Linked DNA regions of Sus scrofa: region 2 is linked to region 1. A link is a contact called in public HiChIP or PLAC-seq data. All regions are on one chromosome and are shown on one strand. The core of a region is the stretch at or near the end of the contact, and the rest is flanking DNA. Distances in the headings are between cores, read along the strand shown.

Evidence for each region. HiChIP or PLAC-seq counts read pairs in DNA pulled down with a chosen protein or histone mark.
Region 2: a contact with region 1 is called in an H3K27ac HiChIP or PLAC-seq map of skeletal muscle, with 3 times the contacts expected there. The contact joins the enhancer-like site here to the promoter of WBP1L in region 1. A contact is called at or near these places in 3 of 5 promoter capture datasets (fetal liver and liver), 19 of 47 Hi-C or Micro-C datasets (blood, embryonic fibroblasts, epiblast stem cells and 10 more) and 2 of 2 datasets of contacts at active chromatin or transcription factors (alveolar macrophages and skeletal muscle).

Annotation. Positions count from the first base shown.
Region 1 is chr14:113,734,059-113,741,246 of Sscrofa11.1, reverse strand. WBP1L (WW domain binding protein 1-like) reads right to left here and starts at 3,489. Exons shown (of 4, transcript XM_001929157.7): 1 at 3,296-3,489. The coding sequence starts at 3,385.
Region 2 is chr14:113,795,142-113,802,329 of Sscrofa11.1, reverse strand. It overlaps WBP1L (WW domain binding protein 1-like), which reads right to left. Exons shown (of 4, transcript XM_001929157.7): 3 at 6,830-6,991; 4 at 1,766-5,484. The coding sequence ends at 4,745. Among named protein-coding and RNA genes, the nearest start is that of CYP17A1, 22 kb to the left of the region's middle. Within about 2 kb of position 2,524, at least 6 of the 83 cell types and tissues checked have an H3K27ac peak or open chromatin away from gene starts, as enhancers often do. A contact at or near this core is called in skeletal muscle, where this site is marked.

The DNA of each region.
Region 1 (7,188 bases), core at 2,240-4,739:
ACAGTGGGTTAAGAATCTGACTGCAGTAACTTGGGTCACTGGGGAGGTACAGGTTCATTCCCGGTCTGGGAACTTCCATACGCCACAGGTTCACTAAAATAATAAAATTAAATTAAAAAGAAAGATTGTATTTGATAGAGTCTTTTTTTTTTTTTTTTTTTTTTTTTGCTTTTTCGGGTTGTACACATGGCATATGTAAGTTCCCAGGCTAGGGGTCTAATCGGAGATACCGTTGCCAGCCTACAGCACAGCCACAGCAATGCAGGATCTGAGCCACATCTTCAACCTATACCACAGCTCACAGCAACTCCAGATCCTTAACCCACTGAGTGAGGCCAGGGATCGAACCCGAAACCTCATGGTTACTGATTAGATTCATTTCCTCTGCGCCACAACAGGAACTCCAGAGCCATTTTGAGGATAAAAATGCAAGGCAGTACCCATACCATTTTCAGTACAGAATGAGTACAGAGAGTTCTCCTCAATTGTGAGCTAGCTGGAAGCTACTTGTTGAAATAAGGACGCTGAGTACCTGAAGTACATCCTATGCCAAAATGGTCTGTGAGATTGTTTTTTTTTTTCCTTCACAGATTTCTATACGCCAAAACAAAACAAAAACTAACTTGACTAAACTGTGGTGGATTCAGAGTTAATAATTTTTTTTTTTTTTTGGTCTTTTTGCTATTTCTTGGGCCACTCCCCCGGCATATGGAGGTTCCCAGGCTAGGGGTCCAATCGGAGCTGTAGCCACCGGCCTACGCCAGAGCCACAGCAACGCGGGATCCGAGCCGCGTCTGCAACCTACACCACAGCTCACGGCAACGCCAGATCGTTAACCCACTGAGCAAGGGCAGGGACCGAACCCGCAACCTCATGGTTCCTAGTCGGATTCGTTAACCACTGCGCCATGACGGGAACTCCCAGAGTTAATAATTATAGAGTAAACTGAATTCAAAAGGTTAAAATTCAAAACACAATTCTCACTACAGATATGGAGAACTTGGCAAGAGAAAGAGAGGCTGTGAGATGGGGGGAAGGAGGGTTTGGGGGAAGAGGGTCAGGAGGCAAGAGACTACTCATTTCAAAAACTTTCCCTTCTCTGCAAGAACTTTAACCACATAATAGCTGCTGGTCAATGCTAGCATCCATCCAAATGGAACAAAGTACAAAAGCCACCCTGTCCCAAAAATAAGTAGTGGGAGTGCCAGAGAAATGATAAGAAAATGGCCTGTGATCCACAAACTGCAATTAGGGCATGACACTGAAGATCCCCTCCCACCCCTTCCCTCCACCTCCCAGGCTTCCTTCCATGAGCAAGGAAGGAATCTCCCCCTTCCATCCTTCCTCCTCTCCTGCTAAAGAAATGGACCTGGTTCCCACCAGTGCCTTGGAAGCCAACCACCCCTCTCTCCTGGGGTGATGGAGACCACAGACCCAGGGCTCCCACCTCCAAAGGCTGCACGGTTCCTAAATCGACCCTCTACCATTTAATTGCTGGTCACTGGGAACAGCCTTTAGCGACAGCGACAGAAATAGGCAGGGGCAAAGGAAAAGCAACAGTTCTCTATTTTGTTCTTTCAACATCTATACTTCTTAGCTTTACCAGTCCTAAAGATTGTAACTTTTCTAGAAGATAAAGCAAATTTATTTCTCCTGTCAGTTGATGATTTTAACTGGGAAAACAACCCCAACAAAGCCTAAAACAGGAGAGTCCCAGCTGTAGAAAAAAGCAATGTATTGGGTCAGAAAATGAGCTATATTCCTTTTGTGCGTTCTTTCTAATACACGTAAATGTATTCTTTGAGAGAAGCAGAGGATACTTCTATAGATAAAGGAATAAATAAATTGTGGTGTAGCCACACAATGGAGTATTATTCAGCCACAAAAACAGATAAACCTTGAACATTATGGTAAGAGAAAGAAGCCAGACACAAAAGGTCACATACTGTAGGATTCCATTTATATGAAATATCCTGAACAGATAAATCCACAGAGACAGCAGACTGGTGGTTGCCAGGGTATGGGGGAAGGAGGAATGGGGAGGAACTGTTTAATGGTACAGGCTTTTCTTTTGGAGTGATGAAAATGTTTTGGAACTAGATAGAGGCGGTGGTTGCACAACACTGTGAGTGTACTAAATGCCACTGAAGTATTCACTTTAAAATGGTTAAGTGGTTTTAAATGGTTTATGTTATATACACTTCAGGTCATTTAAAAAATTAATTTGTTACATAGAGGATGAGCAAGACAAGATGCATATGTGAAAAGACTGCCCATAAACTCCTAGGGAAAAGATAAGTGTGTGTATTTTTGCTGGTACTCTGCGTCTACTTGATCACAACACAAAGTTCATGCTAAGCTGTAGAGACTCTGCCATTTTGCTCTGTGTGTGTGCCTTTCTGAAAAGACAGGGACGGGAACAGAAAGTGAAGAAAATAGAATGGTAAAGCCTTGCCAAATGCAAGGGAAGGAGGGGTGATTCCCCCTGCTGCACCCCACCCAACTTGGCACCAGGAGCAACGCTCCCATTAAGGTTTCGAAATGCCAGCAGCAGCTGAAATCAGCACAAGCTTCTCTGCCTGGATAAGAGGCAAGCCACCTAGCAAGAAAAGCTGGGGTGCTCCATTTGTTGCCCTTACTGGCATCAGCACCACCCTTTGCTCAAAACGCCGAGCTGGCCCAGACCGACATCGGTGACTGGCTCCCCCAGACCAGCCAGCCCGCCCAACAGTGAGAGCTTGTTACCGCTCGTGTGCCATGCTCCTGAGGAGCCCCAGTCTACTTCATCTCACCTGCCTTCCAAGATCCCTGCCTCCAACACCATTAAAAATGGGGCCTAGAGGCTCCTAGACCTTTCCCAGGTGCAGCTTGAAATAAATATCCTCTCAGCCCCTCCCTCCCTCTCAGGCCCACTCAATAACCCACGGACCCCTATCCGCACAGACGTAAACGCGGCATCGCTGCCTTGGAGACACTGTGAGACAAGAATGCGCGCCCCTCATGCCCCTGCTTGGCACCACTATCCGGCCACAGCCATCCCATCCCACCTTACCTAACTGCCGTCTCAAAGACCCCTCACTCACTTGGTACCATGCCTCTGCCACTTCCCTGACACCAAAGCCGTCACAGGTGTCCCTCAGTTAAACACCGACGCCCCCTTACATCCTGTCCACTCCAGACATGGGTGCCCCTCTTGGGACCCGTCGACTCTTGACAACATCCCTTCAGCCCCCTCCAGCCAGGCCTCGACGACCCCCAGACCTCCAGCCTGGCCCAGACGCTCCCTCCCCCTTACCTGCGGGGGTTCGGCCCTGGCTGACAGGGGGCTGGGCAGCGCCTGGAGGAGCAGGAGCGCCATGCCACCCAGGAGCCTTCTCCTCTCCATCCCCCTCCTGCTCCTGCTCCTCCGCCACGGCGCCGCCGCCTCCCTCCTCCTCCTCCCTCTCCTCCTCTTCCCTCTTCTTCCTTCTTCCCTTCTTTTCCTGTTTCACTCTCCCCACCCGCTTCCGGCTCTGCTCCACCCCGCCCAGCCGAAACACCTCCCAGACGCTGGGATGGTTCTCCAGTTCCAGCGCTTCATTGGTTTTATCCCTTTTTCCATTGGTTAAAACAGCCGTCGATCAAATACAAGTCCCGCCCCCTCATGATGTCGGAAGACCGGAGAGAGCTGGCCAATGAAAAGTAGGAGGAAGCCGGGCCATCTTGAGTGCTGCGAGGAGGCGTAAACGCGTGCTGCTCCGCAGAGAGTGGCGGAAGTAGCTGGAATCACGGGGCTGGGCAATCCAAAACATGTATAGAAGTCCATTTTGGTGCCGCCATCTTGAGTGTGGCGGAAGATTTCCCCAGTTCAGCAAAGAAAGGGAAGGGGTATAGCAATTCTAAGGGGTGTTGGAAAATAAGTTCATTTTAGAAGGTAACCGAGCGCTCTGAAAGACAACTGCAGTCTAAAGAGCTTTTGATGTCTTTTGTCTTTAAGCATAGCCCCAGTACCAGGTCCCGCTCGTGATCTCAAACAGTGGTTTCAGTCAATTTGAATTCCCTATAAGGCAGTACCTTTATTTGAGACAGTGCTTTGTCACCACAAATGAGAGAGACGAAATTCTATTGATTCTACCTTAAAAATAGGTCTGAAATCCATCCCCATTGCTTCAATCCATGTTCTCATTTTCTGGCTAAATACAAATGGTCTCTTCTGTCCCAGTTCCAATTCTTTCTTGAATCCCTTTCACCAACCAAAGCTGGGGTGCTCTACCACCTAAAACCAAGAATTCTCATCTCAGGGCTTCCCCTCTCGAAATACTTCAACCACCTGGACTGGACTTATAGTCCCAACTTTTAACATGCTTCTTTGTGTGTCCTGGTCCCAGCATACCTCTTTATCTCACCCACTGCCGCTTCACTTCCCACATCCTGCTCACACGTAACAGTTTAGAGCTCCCCAGAGTACTGAGCTATGCAGTGCCCTTAACTTCATTTACACTTTACACAGTTTCCTGTTTACAAACTCCTCATTCCCACCCCCTCCTCTCTTCTGAATTCACATAACACTTAGCACACAGTGTATCTATCTGTAGTTTCTGCCTGCTTGACCCCTCCCACTAGACGTGTAGCTTTTTGTATGGCACACCAGATCTTACACATTTTTTTTTAAAGAAACTCCTACAGCACCTTGTACAGGGCCCAGTCACGAGCTCAATCAATGTTGGGAGAATAAACGAACAAAAGAAGACCCAAAGCAGAGAAGCCAGCTGCCCTGTAGCTGCCAATTTCCTCTCAAAAAACCTGCCAAAGCATTTCAGAGCCTGGCCCATTCTAGCCCATAGCTGAGCCCAGAGGGAGTTGGTTCTTGGTTTAAATGATGGCAAAGTGGGAAACAGGTAAGAGTGAAGAAATCAGTTCTGTCTCTATCTTGATCCTGCTTTTCCAAGTGCTGCAAGTTGTTTTTTTGGGTTTTTTTTTGTTGTTGTTGTTGTTGTTTTTTGTTTTTTTGTTTTTTGTCTTTTTGCCTTTTCTAGGGCCGATCCTTGTGGGCCATATGGAGGTTCCCAGGCTAGGGGTCGAATCGGAGCTGTAGCCTCTGGCCTACACCAGAGCCAGAGCAATGCGGTATCCGAGCCAAGTCTGCAACCTATACCACAGCTCATGGCAATGCTGGATCCTTAACCCACTGAGCAAGGCCAGGGATCGAACCTGCAACCTCATGGTTCCTAGTTGGGATTCGTTAACCACTGCGACACGATGGGAACTCCGCTGCTTTCCCAAGTGCTGCACGTATTTTTGACAAACTTAAATTTCTTAGAAATTCATCCATTCCACTATCAAGCTCCTGGAGAGAGGAAAAGATTAAGTACTAGGCAAGGGCCACATTATTTTCATAGCACAAGTTCTTAGTCCTAGCCTCAAGGAGTTATAAGCCCTCTGTATAAAGGCCACTTATCATCATCATTAGGAAACCCCAATGGTTTAAATCTGGCAAACACAGAGCATTTTGTCCTAACTCCCTTTTCTCCCTTAACCTGAAAGCTCTGACAGACAAACATGACAACCTGCCCCATCTGGATCAGCACTTCTCACAGGCATTTTAGTCACCGTAACCATCTCTTTCCACATCCTGAAGGAGCCAACTCAAAGACAGCAGAGAGGCCTTGCAAAACAGAGCTGAGATGCAGTTTGAGTGAACTCATTTTCATCTGCCTCTGAACTGCAGCCACTACCTACTCCAGACTTTTCCGAGAGTAACAGTCTATGAAGAGAGAAGGAATGCCAGGAGGCTTAAGGAATTGGGAAAGAAAGGTTGGGGATTCTTGAAAGAACTTCAGTTCAGAATTGCTTCCAAGCTCTGCCTAGCTCTGGTAATGTTTTCCTTATTTGCCTGTGGAAGTGAGAAAAGCTGAAGGCAGATTTCCTGTCCTAAGGAAGCTAGCTCCAAGACACAGACTTTTCTGCTCAGACATCAGCTAAAATTAAACTGTACATGTTACAGCATGGATGAACTTTGAAAATATTATGCTCAGGGAAAGAAGTCAGACACAGAAGGCCACATTGTGTGATTCCATCTATCTGGAATGTCGAGAATAGGCAAATCCACAGACAGAAGATAGATGAGGGGTTAGCAGGGAGCTGGGGGATGAGGGTAATGATGAGTGACCACTAATGAGTACAGTTTCTTCGGGGGGTAATGAAAATATTCTGGAACTAGACAGTAATGACAGTTGGTGAGTATGCCCCAAACCACTGAATTGTACACTTTAAATGGTACCACTTTATAGTATGAGAATTATATTGTAATATTTTTTAAGGGGGGGGGGACCAAACTGCAGTCAGTACCTTGACCTCAGAGAGGAGGCTCCTGCTCTTTAGAGCAGTGGTCCTTCAAACACGGTCCCCAGACCAACAGGATCAGCATCACTGAGAAATTACCAGAAATGCAAATACGCAGGCTCCATCCCAGACCACACAATTAGATGGGGCCCTATAATCTATGCTTTGAGAAGCCCTCCGGGTGAACATCATGTATGTTCTCAAGAACCATTACTTTTCGTGTAAAGGACCAGTTAGTAAATATTTTAAGCTCTGCATGCCACATACACAGGGTCTCACATAGTCCTCTTTTTCTTTTTCATGACCTTTTAAAAATGTAAAAACCATTCAGTTCCCAGGCACACCAAAACAGATAATAGGAGTTCCCACTGTGGTTCAGCAGAAATGAACCTGACTAGTGTCCATGATGTGGGTTCAATCCCTGGCCCGGCTTAGTGGGTTGAGGATCCAGTGCTGCCATGAGCTATGGTGTAAGCCAGAACTGGCGTTGCTGTGCCTGTGGCGTAGGCCAGCAGCTGTAGCTCCGATACTTAGACCCCCAGCCTGGAAACTTCCATGTGCCGCACCTTCGGCCCTACAATAAATAAATAAATAAATTTAAAAAACAGGTAACAGGGAGTTCCTGTCGTGGTGCAGTGGTTAACGAATCCGACTAGGAACCATCAGGTTGCGGGTTCGATCCCTGCCCTTGCTCAGTGGGTTAAGGATCTGGTGTTGCCGTGAGCTGTGGTGTAGGTTGCAGACGCAGCTCGGATCCCACATTGCTGTGGCTCTGGCGGAGGCTGGCGGCTACAGCTCCAATTCGACCCCTAGCCTGGGAACCTCCATTTGCCGTGGGAGAGGCCCAAGAAATGGCAAAAGACAAAA
Region 2 (7,188 bases), core at 1,275-3,774, 62 kb before region 1:
CAAAGCCTGGCACGTGGTAGGTATTCCATAAATGCTCAGCTCTTTTAAGTAAGGACAGTCACTTGTCCCCAGCTGGAAACTGTATCCCAAACACCGCCCAAGACCCACCACCCTTCCCAGCAGGTTCAGCGAAAAGCAAGTTTCCAGCAGGTTTTGTCAACAGTCGGCCAACCCACTTCCCTCCCCTTCTCCTGAGTCAAACCTTGGTTTTTGCCCCCTGGTGGAAAATAGAGGAAACTGAAGAATGGGGAGTTTGTTGAAATTCTTGTTCATCAAAGCATTCTTTGATGCTTCAGGGCACTGGTACTGTCTCCAGCTGAACGTGGTCACCTGGAGCAACAGAGACAGCAAATGCTGTACCTCACTAGATAAGTGAGCAATGCAGTGAGCCAGGAGCCTGGGGTGTGGTGAGGGGGGCCCTACAGACCTGGGCAGTAAGGGTACACATACAGCCTCTGGCATGCAGCTCCTAAGAGCTGTACCATTTTGGTTTTGTGCCACCCAGACATCAGCTCAAAGGAGGCAAGAATGGCGTACGCTGCCACTTCCTTCCTGCGATTTTACAACTGTCCCTAGATGCTCATATGGCTCCCTTGGGGTTGCCTAGAGGATCCCAACAGTTTAAAAGGAAGTAGGCAGCAACCATCCCACTGGAGTCAGTGAAGGGCCAGGGCAATGTCCTCCAGCCCAGGGTCAGATAGGGGCAGGAACATGCCTGGATTACACTGGACTCTCAGAAATGACATAGCTGGCTGCTGAGCAAATGCGGGGGCTGGAGAGAACATCGCTCTCTGCCAGCATCCCCCGCCAGCCCGGTGGTGAGCACTCCACTCAGAAAGGCTTGAACCCCTTATCGGGGGGTTCCGAGGATGCTCATCATCCTGCTCTGCCCACCTGCATGTGGCCCAAACAGAAGTCTTGTTGGGTGGGAGGGTTCCCCTTCCTGAGTTGAGGCATTCCCAGTCGGAGCTAGCGGCTTACACGTGGCACAAAGTGCTAGGAGGAAGGTCTTAAGCGGAGCAGAAAATAGAACGAGTCTTAGGAAAGACTCATGGGCCCACGATGGCAGATGTTGGTGCACTGGTGGCTCCTAAAACTCAGCTCTGATTCCAGTTCTGCTGGAATGCGAGACTTCAAACCACCTCCCAGGACTGGCCGAGCTGCTCTGAATTGGTACTGCTCACTTGTCTCAACCTCCCTCACACTGTTGATCAGCTAATTGTTTTGTCTTCTCAATTATCATTTAAATTCTAGAAGGCAAGGGTCTTGTCTTATACACGTCTTCCATGTTCTTCTTGGCACCCAGCATAGTGCTGGGCACAAAGCGGGGACCCATAACACATGCGTCGTGTATTGTATTTTGAGGCCAAGTGCTCATCCACAGGTCTATCGTATCAATAAAGAGATCTCCCGCAGTGCCTGCTGCCTCTTAAATGTCATGCTTTAGTTTCAGGGTCTCTGACTTGTTTCTGCTTCCGGGGGGTCTGATATTAACTAGTTTGTGGGACTTTACCAAAGTTTTCAAACATCACAAATACACCCTCGGCAGAGAGAGGGTTTGCTGGGAAATTCCCCGGATAGAAGTGCCCTCTGCAGCGGAGCCAGCCTGTCCCTGGCTCAGGAGCCTGTCCCCGACGGCTGTGTGACCTCTCTCAGCCTCTGCGTGGAGGAGCGGAGGGCATGTGCGCTCAGGAATATCGAGGTGCGACCCCTTCAAGTCTGGGGAGGAAGAAACGGGAATGAGTGCTACAAGGAAAAAGAGCAGTCGAGTTTTGGGGATGGATTTTATTTGGGCTTCTCACAGTGGTTAAGAGCCACTCTGTCTTCAGAACAATCACAGCACGGGAAATGCGTCACCGAGACTGCCCAGAAAAGTCTGACCAGCTGAATCTTATTGCTTAAAATACACATATTCACAATAACTGACAAAGGGTGATGTGCCTCACACAGGAATGTGTTAGCATTTGCAAATCTTCCGACTGTAGCACCAAACCCTCGACCAGCCCCTCTCGCCTGGAAAACCAGACTCCATCGAATCTCCCAGGCCCCCTCACGAGCCCTTCAATTCCTATTTCCAGCTTTCGTCGTGCAGGGTAGCCTCGTGTAGCAGGGGCCAGACTGACGGCTGGACTCAAGCCCAGCTCTGCCCGCTGCGTTTTCTTCTTCTCGTGCCTTTCGGGTGGGACGCTGCAGTGAACCCAGCAGGTAACGCGTGGACCAGTTCCCCACTCTGTTGGAGAAGGAAACTTGAGAGGGCCAGAATACATCCATTTGACCAGTTAACTGAAGCAGGGTTCATTTTGGTAAAACTTGATCTCTTTTGAGACACTTCAGGGAGTTGTTGGGATTTAAAAAAAAAAAAAAAAAAAGATTGAAGGAAAGGCATCTGAGGGCTGCCAGCGCACTCCTGCCCACTTCTGCCACACACGGGCGTGCTCGCTCGCATGCCCTGGACCTCAGCAGAGGGAGGGAAGCCCTATGGCACTGTGGTGGCCGCCAAACCCTCCTGGCACTTCTGGGCAGGGCCGGCGTCTGGGCCACAGCCAGTCCGAGCTGGTCACTGAAGAAGATCCAATTCGGCTTCTGTCTGAGGTTCCACCCTTGGCCTTCTGTCCCGTGTGGTTGTGGACACCCCCGGGGGCTGACACCAAGGGCCAGGAGCAGCCGAGGGAGGCAGACAGGCTCAGAGCACGTTTCCGCTTTCAGGGAACAGAACACAGGCCTCCGAGTGTCCACGGAGCAATGTGCAAATTGCAGTGATGGGTAGAGTAAAACCTCTACTTGGAGCACAGTATCTGGCAAACGTAGGGACTGCGGTCGACAGCGCTGCTGAGTACACCCGAGTGCACAGTCAGACATTTGCTCAGTAAACAGTAAATGCGTAAAATAAATTACCTCGAGAGGGCCGCCCCCTGCTCCAAACGTGTGGGTAACGGGAGCAGAGTGGCTGCCGTTCAAGGTATATTCACAGGAAAACAGGGCTAGGGGCTCACGCACAACGGACAGACACACACAGGTTATCCAAAAAGTCACTGTATACAGAATGCACGATGTTCGACGTGGATTTTGGTTTTGTGGACTCCAAACACAGACACTCAGTCACCTCACAGCCTTGGATTTGTCTGTTGTGTGTGTGTGTGTGTATATATACACACATATATGTATATATATATATATATATATATATATACACACACACACACACATACGTGTGTATTCATATATATACATATAGAGAGAGATACACACCTTCCTTTCTTAACATAACATCAATGGCTAGTCTGAATATCATCGTTCAAGAGTGGGAGAAGAACCAAACTCTTCACAGGAACAGGGCTGGACAGGGAATGTTAGCTTCGGCAGTTCGCTTTCTCCACTCAGATTATTCTCTCGAAGCTCAACTGGTTATCTGAAGCCAAACTATAGTTAATCAGGATCCTGGGGTCCTTCGGGATGGCTGCCTCCACCCTCCTGCCTGGGCCACTTAGACCCTTTACATAGGCTACAAAAATTAGCTACCCCACTCCAGGGTGGGGTGGAGCAGAGAAAGGGCACAAAATCCACAGATAACCAAAGCATGTTTTTCCCCAAGTGGTCAGTTTGAAAAAAGCAACAAAGAAACAAAACAACGGATTCAGAATCAAGAGAAAATACTGCGTGAGAGCCAGGCTGTGGGGCCACCCTCTCTCAGGACCCACAGCCTCCTCCTTTGTTCATAGAGAACAGTGAAGGCCAGCAGACAGTGTGCCTGGGATGGGGGAGGGCACTGGTCACCTGTGGGCACAGATCAAAGGGCAGAGATGCGGAAAGCTGCGCCTCCATCCACTGCTGCAGCGCAGGGCCTCCTGCTCACTCACAGGCGTTCCAGAGACAGCCCCCCACCAAGCCTGCACACAAAACTGGCTCGACTGTAGCTAGGCTCTTTGAAGGTCAAGTTGGGAAAGAGCCATAAACTTCCCTTTTCCAAAGCAGAATTCTTGTCTGCCCACTGGTCAAGTTCTTGTTTTCAGCTCGCTTTTGATTTTTTTTTTTCTCTTTTTTTTTAAGAAAAAAAAAAAAAACAACAAAGAGAAGGTGGGTATAACCTTCCACACCTGGACCAGTCTGCGGCCAGCCAGACCTGCTGGGAAGGGGCCCCTCCAGGATGCGAGGTGGCGCCTCAATCTCATCACCTTGAACTTGAGAGCGCAACAAGCCCCCTTGCCAACCGACCACACGACTGCCTATCGGTTCGCAGCCTCCCACAGGAGCCCAGTTCCAGCTCTGCAGACACTGGCAGTCAGGGCAGCAGTCCCTGGGCCTCTGTGGGCTTCCTTCTTCACCCAGAGCCCTGCCGCCTCTCGTGGACTGAGACACGGTGAGGTTCTCTACAACTAACACCAGGACGTGAATCCACTCCATCACCAAGAGTCTCTCGGGGCAGAGTCTCGCCCCGTGCCTCGGGGGCTTCTGAAACACACATCTCTCTGACCCAAGCAGGCAGGGAGACATGACTTGCAAAGAGGTAAAGGGGGGTGGGGTGGAGTGGGGTCTGAGGAATGAGTCCTGGAACAGCTTCTCGGCCCTCCACCACACTGTGCTTCTGTGGGGGGGCGAGGCACCCACTTCCCCAACTGTACCTGGAGATGCAGGAAAATGCAGGAGCAGAGGAGGGGAAAAAGGGCACAGTCGTTTAATGCTTCTCTCGTGGTTCTCCCCTACCCTGATTGCTTCGCCAAGTTGTCAGGCGCAGGCAGGGCCTGCTCTAGCTGGGGGAGCTGCTGCTCTGGGAGTTTGGGGAGTCCTGCTCGTTGATGGTGTTCAGCAGCAGGCAGGCGGGCGGCCGTGGTAGGTGGGGGTGCCCGGGCTCTTGGGCCTGCTCCTCGGAGGGCTGGCAGAGCCCTTCCTCCTCGTCGCCGGGGGGCCGCACGTGGCAGCTGTCGCAGAAGTCCAGGGGCCCGTCCAGAGCGTCATCGATGAGTGCGTTGAACTCTTTGAGGTCATCATCATGGTGGCCCCGGTTGCACACGCACACCTCGATGCCCGAGTCACCCGTGAAGCGGCGATGTCTGCCTGGCGTCTTGTCTTTGCTGTCAGGGAGGGCGCTGCCCTGCTCGGAGCTGTGCTCTTTCAGTAGCTCCTCCTTACATTCGGAATCCTTGTCCAGGAAGGCCCCGGGGTCTACCGCCCCCAGGCCGGCCCCAGAGCCGCTGGGCTCCATTCCAGGGGCTTTGGTGGCTGCAGGGTCTGCTGGCACGTCGGAGGGCTCAGGGTCAGCGATGCTTGGGGGTCTCGTGCTGCTTCTGCTGGGCCCAGACAAGGGGCTGCTCTGTGCCCCCTGGGAGCCCCTGGTGGGGTCGGCGCCTGGGGGGCTGCCACCTGCAGGGCCGCACTGTGCGGGCAGCTGCTGCTGCTGTAGCTGGAAGGCACTGTATGGTGGGGGAGGAGTTGGAGGTCGGTTCACCACTTCCTCATAAGGAGGTAGTAAATAGTTTGGCAAAAACCCTAAAATGGGGAGGTAGGGAGGAAAGATTACTGCACGGGCAATGGTTCCAGAACAGACTGCAGGCTCATGCTAGACAGATGTCTCGTCCCACCCCCAGCGTACCCACTAAGTGACAGCGATGGCTCTTGGCTGCGGGCGGGGCATGGGGCTGTGAGTGACTTTGCAAAGAGGGACGGGTTGGAAGCGAGCCATTCTAGTTTCTCGAAACCTGAGAGCTGCTGAAGCGGCTCTGCAGGCAAGGACTTCTGCCTGTCTGGGGCTAAGGCAGAGGGTTAGGCAAATATGGTAAATGGCCAAGAGATTTCTGCCTGGAAGCAACCTGTTTCCACATGCACGCAGTTCTCATGTTTCTTGCTCACACTGTGTCCTCCACCTGTGTCCTCAGGGTCAGGGACCCCAACTTAAGACTTTTCTTGACCACTTCCCGACTGCCCCTCCTCCGCCCTGGCACGTGCCAGACGTATACCATGAAGAGGGCCTTCTTCTAGGAGGTGAGAAATCTGTGTTGTCTCTCACCCTAGTGTGGCTGGAGGTGGTCTGGAAAGACAAACCAAACCTCATCCGGATTCAGATCAAGAGTGGGTGGCTTACCCGGTGGTAAGGGCGAGGGCCTGCCATCGAGGCTTGTTAAGAACATGCCACGTGAGTTGTCTTTTGCTTGGAGGCAGGAATGATCGAATTATTATATAACAATAATTGCTAGCTTTTATTGAGTACTTACTCTATGCCAGATGCTGTGCTCTAGGAGCACTTAACCCTCCTAGAGGTGGAATTCCAAATTTATAACCACTTTATTCTACAGAACGCACTGCAGAATGGCTCTGGACAGGCTGCACTGCTGGGCCTCCACCAACCATTTGAGAGGTCAGTGTAAGGAACCCCAGGAAATCAGGTGAGTGTGCCCTTCAGTGAATCACTGGGTTTCTTGGTTCTCAGGAAGTCCCCGTGTCACCCTCCCACACCTGCTCTGCTTGCGGTAGCCTCTGCTCAGGCATCTCACATGGCAGGAAGCAAAATGGGGGGATTTTGGGCCACTGACCTCTAAATCTCAATTCACTCACATCATACACCATCCAATTACCTGCCTACAAAAAAAGTCTGCCTCAAGGAGCAGAGACCTGGTCAGAACGCAGCCAGTGTGGACTGGAATGGCCCAATGGCTTCCAGGAGGGGCGTGCAGAGCACTGGCTCCTCTGTACTGAAGAGGGGAGCCCTCTTGTTCCCGTGTGTGAGACCCTGTTCTGTGTGGGTCAAGGGAGCCAAGCCCCTACGCCCGGCCACCCGAGCACTGTCTACACGGCCTGGCCCCGAGGGTGGGGGTCTGGTGGCTTTTTGTGTACGTACTGAAATAAAACGGCAGCGCTGAGTAATTGTGGGCTTCCCGGTAGGCGATCAGGTTGATTTCATGTTGCCGCTGTTGGGCCTGAAGGCGGTGCTTGGCTCGGCGGTGGTGGCAGACACAGCAGCAGCTCAGGATGATGATGATGGTCCACACCAGCCAGAACCCTGCGGGTGGGGAGGCGAGACAGAGGCGCGCACAGTGAGCCAGCTGGAGGGGTCCCGGGACAGTGGGCCCTGGCTTGGCACTGGCAGGCCTTGCCTGGTGAAGTTATACCTAGAACCCATGTTCATTTTCACAAATGTTTGTACCAGAGGGACTCGTGGGAACGTAAGAATGGTGACCGTACAAGAGGTCACTGACT